Regions from separate parts of the Mus musculus genome. Here regions 1 and 2 are each linked to region 3. A link is a contact called in public ChIA-PET and Hi-C data. All regions are on one chromosome and are shown on one strand. The core of a region is the stretch at or near the end of the contact, and the rest is flanking DNA. Distances in the headings are between cores, read along the strand shown.

Region 1 (3,731 bases), core at 454-2,953, 140 kb after region 3:
TGAGGGTTTGCTTTCTCTGCCAGTTGAAGAGTGAGAAATGAGGAAACATCCCAAGCACAGCAGGTAGCAGTAAAAGGAAACTCAGACTTGGAGAAACAGAGCCAGCTGGTGGGGGAAATGTACACACAGCAAGGCACACAGAGAAAGAGCCTCTGCAGGGCAGATAGAGAGCTCACTCCAGAGGCTCTGCCTCTCCATGAGGGCCGGGAGTCTGTGAGGGGGTCTGTGAGGGGGTCTTCCTCCAGTTTAGAGTTGGCCAGTTTGAACAATGACAGGGAGGTTGATAGGTCCATAGGTTGGGCCTAAACACATCCTGGTCTGACTTTGAACTGACCAAACCAATCCACCATTGGGGAGTCATACTTCTAAGAAAAAACAAGCCCACCAGGCTTCTGTTTTAAGCCAACAAGACCTTTGTCCCAGGTCAATAGGGTGAAGAAGGCAGCCATCTTGGAGGTTAATGATCTTTATTGTCCATTCATAGCCATGTCCTATCAGTCTGCCTGAGGAAACTGCCTGGTCTCTCAACAGGGCAGAGAGAGAAGCTGTGCTCTTTCTGATGCCCTTGACCAGGGAGCCTTCTGAGCCTCCTCCACCTCCCTTCACTTGGCTTCCAAAGAAGCAGGACTAGAGATGGAAGGAGACTTTATGACTTTCTAAGTTCCTAGAATATGGCCAGCACTGCATTAGCGTTAAAAGCATAGAGCAATAACAATCTCATGTTTTATTTTATTTATTATAAAAAAATAAGAAAGATGATAAAGCTAGTGATAAGTTACTTTTCTGCCAGCAAAGTGAGCCAATTCAAGACAGATTAGATATTAAATGCAGGTTTATTGGGAAGCTGATCTTGGGTGAATTCACTGCCCCAAGGACCAAAGCCAGGGAAGTCACCATGGGGAGAAAGAAGGAGAGAGCAGGGAGACCAAAATGTCTGGATTATATATAGGGAAGAGACTCTGTCTGGTGGAAGAGCAGCCCAGGCACTGGGCTAGAAGTTCAGGGCTGGGGGCAGGGTATGCCAGGTAGGGACTGAGGGATGCTGGGAGAACCTGGAGACCAGGTCTGCTTTGATGTGTAAACTATGCCTATCCTGAGGTCTGAAACCAAACAGCTAGTAGAGAAACATGTGCGTGTATATGGGACTTTGAGGTGGGAACTTTGTTAACAGTATTCAAAAAGTACAAGCTACAGATTAATAGCTTGACAGGTTTGGCTGCAGCAATAATAAGATTGCCGGTGTATGAATACTGTCACAAACTTGGGCAGAGGACAGCTGGGAAGGGATACTTGTAATGCCTCAACCCAACAAGGAGCTAAAACCCAGCTTGCAAAGGAGCTCTGGTAAGTCAGACAAGGCACACGACAGAAATGCTGTCGAAGGTCTAAGTGGCTAGTTCTCAGAAGCATTAACCTAAATGCTTAAGAGTCAAGAGAAGTTCAGAGTCACCGTAATCAAGAAAAGCAGTTAAAGAATCCTAGATACTACTTAATGCCCTTTGATTTGTAAAAACGGGGAAGCTGGAAAAGCATGATAGTCTTAGAAAACATGTAAAAACCAAGAGCCCATGCTCACTGCTGTTAGGAGTGTACACGCGCACCTATTCTAAAGAGTTTTCTGGCTGCATGTGTGTGTGGGTGTACCTGTGACTCAGAAATCCCCTCTGCACAGGGCCATGAGGAGGTGGGCAGGAGTATGAGTATCACAGGGCTGCTGTCTGTGGTACAGGGTGGTTAGAGGCAGTCTGTGTCAGTTGGAGATAAGGTAATTGTACATAGATGTCATGGTAAACTTCTACAGCAGTTAGAGGACAAGAGGTAGACAAGCATAAGTGAACATAGAAAGGGCTGTACACACACACACACACACACACACACACACACACACACACACACACACGTGCGCGCGCCTGAGCATACACACAAAGAAACAGGGCCAAGAGTGGTAGCTTACATTTAGAATCTTAGCACTCAGGAGTCTGAGGACTCTAAGTTTGAAGACAGCATGGACTACTTAGTAACAAGTCAGCCTGGCCTCTGAGTAAGACATTATCTCAAATAAACAATCAATACATAAATAAATAAGAAATAGAATGGGAGCTATTGAACAGTATAGAATTTTAATATCTATACTTATAAAAAACATTTTATATTTTGTTAAAAACACAAACTCAGGGACGGTACTTGGGCTATTGTTACACAAGCCTGAGGACATTCCCAAAACTTATGTTAAATGACTAAGCCAGCTCAGTCAGTCAACAGGTTCTCCAGGGCAGGAGCAAGGATTAAAAAGAAAAAAAAAAAGACAATTAGACAACACTGTTGCCTGACCCCAGCCAGTGCTGAGGCTGAAGCGGGTTTATTTTTTCCCAGTCTGCTTTTATACCATTTTAATTTCATGCAAGTGATAAGGTCAGTGGTAGGTCAAGGGAACAAGGAAGACAATAAACACAAATAGTCAAGGAACAAGCAAGGCAATAAACAAGGTCCCTTGATCACTGTTTCTAGGAGCTTATCAGGATGACCAAGATATCTGAGCCCACTTCCCTGTCCTGGCCCAAAGTCACATTCCTGCCAAGTTTCTAGCCCCCAAAGCTCTCCACAGTTAAAAGCTGGGCAAGGTGGCACACACTTAAAATTCCAGTACTGGTGAGATAGCAACAGATCTCTGGGACTCAGCTACAGTGAGCTTAACCTAACAGGTGAGCGCCAAGTCACAGGTGAGAGACCCTATTTCCAAAACAAGGAAGGGCTCCTCAAGTTGTACTCTGACCTTCACATGCATATACATATGTATGTATGTGCACACATAGACATAAATACACATAGATTCAGGGGAACATCTGCACTTAAGCATATTTAAGTGTACATAAGTACATTCAAATGCTGACTATGGAGTCAGCCTTGATGTTTTGAAATGCTGCTTCTGCTGAAGATAAAAGATAAAGCAAAATAAGATAGAGAAAAAAAAAAACCAAACCCTGGGTCAGGGAGGTCATGTGACATGATCCTCAAGAAGTGAGGAGGGGTAAGTCAAGTCTAGTACTCAGTCCAAAAGAACTGGAGAAATAGATCGATCGATCTATCTATCTAGCCCCATCTATCTCTCTTGACATTTATCCACATGGATGGGATGTGTGGGCTATGCTTTGAGGCAATCAATGTAAAAGCTTTAAGAGTGGGATCTAAGCCTCATCCAAGCCTAGTCCTTCTATGTTTCAGAGATGCTTGAACAAAGCACACATCCACAGGATGCTGAGAGTGGAAATACAAGAACTGTTGGACAACTCCTGTAAACCAAAGCTCACATGTAAAGAACTAGAAATGCAGTGGGAACTAGAAATGCAGGGTAGGGGTGACTCGGGGACTGACGGACTGGGTGGGGGCGCTGTGCTGTTTCACACCAGCAAGACAAGCTTGGTTATTTATATCAAGCAAAGAGTCAAGTTATTTAAAATAATATTAATTATGAAAAAAGGGCTACAGAAGACCCGCAGATAGGTCCAAGGATTCTGCGGAGGTCATTAGTTGGTAGTGGTACGCTACCTGCTATTGTCAGGCAACAGAGAATGCCTGCCGGTATATATGGTCTCCAGATCGGCTTGTTTTCTTAAGTGGACTGATCTAGGATTTGTTTCAAGTTCTCAGCCAAACAAGCACAAGGGTCTGGTTTGATTCCAGAACTTTCTTTTTGAGGCTGCCAGGACTCTTGCAGCAAAGGAGGGTGTGAG
Region 2 (3,521 bases), core at 239-2,738, 210 kb after region 3:
TCAAGTCTCTACTCCAAAATGCTGGGATTACAGGACTGCTCCATTGTGCCTGGCTCCATTGTAAAGAGTTGAATTCAGAAAAATATAGCGCAGGACTTTTCTTTTGGCTAATCTTTTGTGTTTTCCTTTCTCTGTGTCCTTTCTGTCCTTCAACCATACCTTTTTTTTTTTTTCTTGTTTTTTTTTTTTTTTTTTTTTTTTAGACAGGGCTTCTCTGTGTAGCCCTGGCTGCCCTGGAACTCTGTAGACCAGGCTGGCCAGGCTGGCCTCAAAACTCAGAAATCTGCCTGCCTCTGCCTCCCAAGTGCTAGGATTAAAGGCATGCGCCACCACTGCCTGACCAACCATACCTTTTTGGTGAGTAAATTAACAAAAGCTGTTAGCAATTTTCAATGACTTACTAAGACCAAGACTTGCATCAGTTTCTTTTTCCAGTTAACTACTGAGTTACATTTTCACTTTTGCTTTGTAAAACAGACTTTTGAAATGCATGAAACTTATTTGTAGGCTAAACAGTTCCAAAATGGAATAAAATCTTCATAAAGTTAAGAAAGACCCTCAAGTAATTAAGACTTTTTTTCTTATTTTTCCAGACCTTGGTGGCTCTGAGTCTCAAGACTCCTGAATCAACCAAAGGTGATTGGAGACTTATAAACATATTGTAGTCTAAGACACCCTATCTTGCAGATGGTAATTTTACTAGTAAGATCACAATTCTCTCTGAACTCAGCCTAATTGGAAATGCTGTTAGGAATCACAAATAGATTTTAATAATAAGCACACACACCCAAGTTTTTCAGATTTTTAAAGGGCAGGGACAACTGACTTATGCGCCTGAGAAATGTGACAGGTGATTGGAAGCCAGGAACTGGGGGGACAGGGTAGCCTCAAAAGGCCTTAAGTGCTGGAGGCCAGTGGGGTATCTGGAGTTGACCTTTCACCTTTGAAAGGCATTAATTTTGGAGACGGAGCCATGTTTGTTTACTATGAGGGGCTGAGGGAGTCAGGGCAGGCGGAAGCTAGGGCTTTAGTGGGTGTAAGCGGCCGGGAGTCAGTTGGTCTGGGGGGCGAGGGGTCCGCTCCCGCCCGCTCGCCAGGGAAGGCGGAAGGCAACGCTCGGCTTCTTTGGACAACCTGGGCGGGGGGGGGGAACCGTGCGAGCTGGAGCGCAGATCCGAGACGACTCCTGCCTTTACGAGGACGACAGGGGGAGGCACGGGGCAGCCACGCGGGGTCGTCCCCGCTCTGGGGTCGCTAGCTCTGCGGCGGCCGCGCCAGGCCCTGTCGGAGCTGCGCGGCGACTCCCGGTCTGGCCGCGGCCCTCCCGCCCCGGCGACGCCGCGGTGGATTGTGGGCTGGGGGCTGCGGCGGCCTGGCGGCGGCGGCGGCCTGCTGCACGCTCTCCGCGGACCCAGCCGCGCCGGGCCGGTGGCGTGAGGCGGGCGGCGGCGTGGGGAGCTGAGGCGCCGGGGGCGGTGGTCGCGGCGCGGCGGCGGCTCCCCTGGAGGCCGGGGATGTGGGAGAGGCGGCGGCAGCAGCGGCGGAGGCGGCGCTGCGGACCCGGGGGAGACTGCTGGCTGACAGGACACCCGGGCGAGACGTGAGGGGCCCGCCGCGGCCGCTCTGCCCCCGAGCGGCGCTGGGCTCGAGAGGGCGGCCCTGTGCTCCCGGGCCCGCCGGCCAGCAGGCGCGGGGCGGAGGCGGGAACCGGGCTCGGACCCGGCGCGCAGGGCGGCGGCGGCCGCGGAGCAGCAGTCTCGGCGCGACGTGGAGGGATGGAGGCGGCGGTGCACTAGGCCTCGTCTGGGGCTGCCGCCCGGGACCGCAGGTAGGTGCCGGGCCCGCGCTTCGCGGCCACCCTCCCCCGACCCGGTGACCGGCGGGGCGGCGGGACCCCACCCCCTCCGTCTCCTCGGGGCTTGGAGCTGACAGAGTTTCGGAGCCGGTGACCGAGCCGAAGCTTCATCCTCCCCGCCACCACCACTTCCTTCTCGGCACTCCCAGGATCCGGGCCGGCAGCTGTGCCCCAGCCCCGGCCGGCGTCCGCAGGTGCCGCCCCAGTCCCCTCGCCCCTCTCCGGAATCCGGGACCAGCAACTTCCATCAGTCCTTGTAGACGCGGAGCCCAAACTTTCCCTGTCTCCTTTCAGCCAGGCCTGAACCCCTCTTGGAGCCTTCTAGAATAAAAACACCGCCCCCCCACCCCCCCGCCCGAGAATACTAAACCAAAGAAGAACTCGGCATTGTGCAGTTTTGCATTGTAGTTTAAATTATTTTATTTCTTTCAGTTTTGCTAACTGCTGTCTGCAGGGATACAAAGACAGGCCTTCCCTGTTCCCTGTGGGTTGTCTGGGAACTTTTGCCTGACCATTATAATTAGCTACTTGGCCTGTCCGTGTATGGCTTAGGGTGACTTTTTTTTTTTTTTTTTTAAAGAATTTTGGCCTATTAGAGTTACAAAGTGTTTCTTAAAATACCTTTTTAACCAAGTTTGGTTTTTGGTCCTTATAGAGACGTCTTTTACTTTCGAAGAATTAAATTGGGCTACTTCTGTTTTCTAATTGATTTAATTTCGGGTTCTCAAACTCAGGTCAGTCTTAATACATGTTCAGCGGGCAGGGGATATTATGATACGCTGTTTGTGGTATATGGAGAAGAAGGTGATAACTTATGCTGCAGGTCTTGATGGGCATTGAGTTTTATAAATGGGAGCTCTAATTGGAAAACTATTTGACTCCCTAGCAGTTTGGCTGGAACAGATGTAATGATAGGATATGTCTGACTGTATGTAGTACAGTGAGTTGGGTTTCCTAGAAGTGGGTATTGGTGCTCTACACTAATTATCATTAGGTAAAATTGGTCACTTTGTACTTGATAGTTGTAGTTTAGGATGTTAGATGCTAACTTTTGTATTGTCTTTTGGCTAGTTTTAAACTGTGTTCTGGCAACCTTAGAACTGTTACTATAAGTACCAGTCTGTTCACAGTAAAACTGTACACACTATCCGTGTGTTGTTGTTGACACTCATATAATTTGTTCTTGTGGTATTGCTGCTACAGCATTTGGCTTTCTAAAATGTTTTTCATTGTTTTCAAAATTATAACTGGCAAAGTTATCTAGAGTTTACTAGGAACAGAGGATTAAATTTGCATGTATTTGTGTTCTGGAAAAGCTAAATTATATTTCTGAATAAGAATTTTTATTACAATTAGATCTTATATAAACCATGAAAGGACAATTTGCAGAACCTATTCTTAATTAACTATTAACTTTTTTCCCCTACTCTTTTTAAAAACAGCTTTGTGGAGTTAACATACTGTAAAGTTCACCCATTTTAACCCAGTGGTATTTTGGTTTTACCTTGTTAAGTAAGCTCTGCTGAAGTTTTAATCCAATGCCTTGTGACTGTAAGAAAGGGACTCTCCACCAGCGATGACCAGTGCAGTTGGTTGTATTTCCTATGTGATCATCCCCATATATTATTGTGAACACCCTCTTCTCAACCCTTCTCTTCTCCTAATT
Region 3 (3,466 bases), core at 387-2,886:
GGGAAGTAATTCTAAGGACCTTGATAAAATGAACAAAGCTAGGGTAGCAAGCAGGGTTAAATGGAAAAGTTCTCTAGGAGAAAGAACTAGTTAGGTGGTTTGACTGATGTAACTTGCATATGTTTATTCTCAGCACCTTCCGGGTCAGCAGGAGTTCCCCCGATGCAGTAAAGAGGACCTGCTGGCTACAGTGGCCATCAGTAAAGACCACCCATACTGCTTCAAAAAATATTTTTGGTTTTGAGGCTCTGCTCCTTCCCACCACTTTGTTCCCACCACTTTAAAGACCCATGAAAAAGCCCCAAATTTTGATACAAACTCATGGCTGAATGACTATGAATATGGACTTTGGGCATTCCACACACTTGGAGCGCTGTTTAAAACCAGCCAGGGTTTCTCTAGAGTGCTGAGTCCAGGCAATAACATCATCATCATCATCATCATATTCTCTCTCTCTCTCTCTCTCTCTCTCTCTCTCTCTCTCTCTCCCCCCTTACACTTTTCTAAAATCAGCAAGTGACTATATAATGGCTTACTATACTGGCTGGTTTTGTGTCTACTCCACACAGACAGAGTCATCAGAGAGGAAGGAGCCTCAGTTGAGGAAATCTCTCCATGAGACCCAGTTGTAAGGCATTTTCTAAATTAGTGATCAATGAGAAAGATGGGGGAGGCCCAAGGCCATGGTATGTAGTGCCAATTCTGTAAGAAAGCAGGCTGAGCAAACCATGGGAAGCAAACCAGTAAGCAGCACTCCTCCAAGGCCTCTGCATCAGCTCCTGCCTCCAGGATCCTGCCCTATTTCAGTTTCTGTTCTGACTTCCTTCAATAATGAACAGCAATATAGGAGTGTATGCCAAATAAACCCTTTTCTCCCCCTCCCCCAAATAATAAATAAATAAATAAATAAATACCAGCCAGGGAAAGGTAGCTGTCTGCTACCCCCCACCCCCACCCACCCCGCTGGTTAATTAGGTCTAATGAGGCCTACTTCTCCGGACTTTTACCAGAATCAAATGAGAAGGGAACGCAAACTCCCCGGCACCGTGCTTATCACACTTGGGCGCTCCGTGAGCGGCAGCGCCCTGTTATTAAGTGAAAGAGAAAGGGGCATTGAGGGTGTGGCATGTGCAGGGGCATGCGGTGCTTGCCTAGCCTTTGTGACGATCTGAGTTCCATCCCCAGCACTTTTTATTTTTAATTATGTGCATGTGGGTATGTGCACATATGTGCATGTTGTGCAGGCCAGAGGCCTCATTTGTTCCGAAGCTAGAGTCTCTACTGGGTGTGAGTAGATGCACTATGCAAATACTGGGACCCAAACTCCAATGCTCTCAGGCATCTCTCCAGCTCCTAGTGGTTTCTGTTAACAGAGGCATTTCAAGCTCCTTTAAATCAGGAGCGACAAATCTATGAAACAATCTTTTCTGTGGCACACGAATGACAAGCTATACTCCAAATACTTCTGTAATTTTCAGTGTTATCCACCCAAATCTCTCAGCAAGGTTCCCGGGGCCTGGCTTACAAATTCAATGTCACAGTGGCCCAGAACTAGGAGTAGGGAGGAGGTGTGCATCACTGTATTATAAACACGTTCGTTTTCCCTCTGCTGAGAGCAGAGACCGCTGGGAAACAGGAAGTCGTGGTGCGCCAAAAAGAAACCTCCCCAAATGGGAGATCAGCAGTAAATCTCTCCAGGCTACACTGTGGTCAGAAGGTGGGAAATTCCTCCACCTGCCCCCACAAACAGTCCCTCGGGAAAGCTTAGACAAGGTTAGTTTGGGAAATTCCCTCAGAGACAGAATGGAGAAGGAAAGCTGCTTGTGAAGAGAAAGCCAATTAGCAGCTGCTGGGGCCAGGGCGAGGGAGATGATGCTCCAAGGCAACCAATCCCTTACATCTCCAACCTGCTGGTTAACCCAAGGAATTAATGCCTGGGTCTCCTGGCTTGTGGCCTGTGGCCTGAGCCTGAGCCAGATTCACTTCCTGTTAGGCACTCCCGTGACCCCCCGCCCACACCCACTCCAGAGGAAAGCAGCCACAGTTGGACCTGTGAGTTTCCCCCGTTGTCCTGCTTAGCAAGCTCATCAGGTTTTACTGGGTTCTAATCTAAATGTGACCTCCTGGTCACATTCTTAACTGCAGTTAAGCTCCAAGGGGTAGAGAGGAATCCTTTCCACAGAGAAGAAGAAGAAGGGGGGGGGGAGGGGGAGACGACGGCGACTCACACGCAGATTTACAGATCTACGATTATGGAGGATTAAAATGATATATCCACAGATGAGTTGGCACAGAGAAACTGCAAAAATGCTTTGGGGGAAGGGTCCTGGCCAGAAATGCCTTTTCAACCCCCATCTACATATGCAAGACAGACACTTGCGCGGGTCAGGACTGCTTGCTGGGCCCATAAATCATGCCCATTTTGGATCATAAACCATGCTCCTATTTGATGTTTTGTTGTATGTGAAGGCTGAGAGCAGGGGAGGGTTGGGAGGTGGAGGTTGGGAGAAGTCGTTTTGTTCTTTGTTTTTGTTTTGATTGTTGGAGACAGGGTCTTGCTACATATCCCCCAGGCTGGCCTCGAACTCACTGTGCAACCCAGGCTGGCCTCAGATTCTTGTCAGGCCTCCCACCTCAGGCTCCAGGGTGCTGGAATTAAAACAGAATGTCACCAAAACTGGGCTTTCCTTTTCTGTGTGACTTAAATGGCTGTTTCAGCAAGATGACAAAAATGAGATTTTGGTAGAAGACAAATATAAACAGACTTCCTTATGGCAATTTAAACTTATCTTACTATATACTTATGCAAATAGATCTTAAACGTAGGAAAGAATGTCTTAAAGGAGACTAGTAAGAAAGTGTGCTCTATTGGAGCACATGCACCCTTTTTTGTTGTTGTTTTTTTTTTGTTTGTTTTGTTTTGTTTTGTTTTTTTGAGACAGGGTTTCTCTGTGTAGCCCTGGCTATCCTGGAACTCACTCTGTAGACCAGGCTGACCTCGAACTCAGAAATCTGCCTGCCTCTGCCTCCTGAGTGCTGGGATTAAAGGCATGCACTCCTTTTAAATAAGGGATTAAAGGATTAAAACCACACCCGGCTCAAATGCATCCTTTTATGTGACTATACCTAGCCATTCAGTAATTAGTGATGGTGGATTCTACTTCCAGTTTCACATGCCTTTAACACACACTGGGAAGACCACTATTTTGATGTTTTCAGACATTGTTCTCATTCTTCATTCACCTTAATGTCTTTATTTATTTCTTCCTTTTTTTTTTTTTTTTTTCTTTCTTCTCTTTGTAGCCCTGGCTATCCTGGAACTTGCTCTGTAGAACAATGCTGGCCTCTGGCCTCGAACTCAGAGATCCACATACCTCTGCCTCCTGAGTGCTGGGATTAAAAGTGTGTACCACTACTGCCTGGCTAATTTCTGAGTTTCTATTAGAACTGATTTTCCAAAAATTGA

What was found. A called contact is a pair of places that touch in the nucleus more often than the background predicts. ChIA-PET counts read pairs in DNA pulled down with a chosen protein or histone mark.
Region 1: an RNA polymerase II ChIA-PET map of memory CD8 T cells shows a contact between it and region 3, with 13 read pairs. The contact joins two enhancer-like sites. A contact is called at or near these places in 28 of 484 Hi-C or Micro-C datasets (3T3-L1-derived adipocytes, B cells, the Ba/F3 cell line and 11 more) and 3 of 115 datasets of contacts at active chromatin or transcription factors (CD8 T cells, embryonic stem cells and memory CD8 T cells).
Region 2: a Hi-C map of uterus shows a contact between it and region 3, with 1.7 times the contacts expected there. The contact joins the promoter of Vps54 here to the enhancer-like site in region 3. A contact is called at or near these places in 1 of 39 promoter capture datasets (cranial neural crest), 3 of 484 Hi-C or Micro-C datasets (the N1E-115 cell line, embryonic stem cells and uterus), 7 of 115 datasets of contacts at active chromatin or transcription factors (CD8 T cells, acute myeloid leukemia, bone marrow-derived macrophages and 4 more) and 2 of 9 other capture datasets (adipose tissue and embryonic stem cells).

Annotation. Positions count from the first base shown.
Region 1 is chr11:21,170,783-21,174,513 of GRCm38.p6, forward strand. No RefSeq gene overlaps it. Among named protein-coding and RNA genes, the nearest start is that of Vps54, 66 kb to the right of the region's middle. Within about 2 kb of position 1,704, at least 40 of the 459 cell types and tissues checked have an H3K27ac peak or open chromatin away from gene starts, as enhancers often do. A contact at or near this core is called in CD8 T cells, Th1 cells and memory CD8 T cells, where this site is marked.
Region 2 is chr11:21,237,544-21,241,064 of GRCm38.p6, forward strand. Vps54 (VPS54 GARP complex subunit) reads left to right here and starts at 1,489. Exons shown (of 23, transcript NM_139061.5): 1 at 1,489-1,828.
Region 3 is chr11:21,032,330-21,035,795 of GRCm38.p6, forward strand. No RefSeq gene overlaps it. Among named protein-coding and RNA genes, the nearest start is that of Peli1, 57 kb to the right of the region's middle. Within about 2 kb of position 1,637, at least 145 of the 459 cell types and tissues checked have an H3K27ac peak or open chromatin away from gene starts, as enhancers often do. A contact at or near this core is called in CD8 T cells, the N1E-115 cell line, Th1 cells and 7 more, where this site is marked.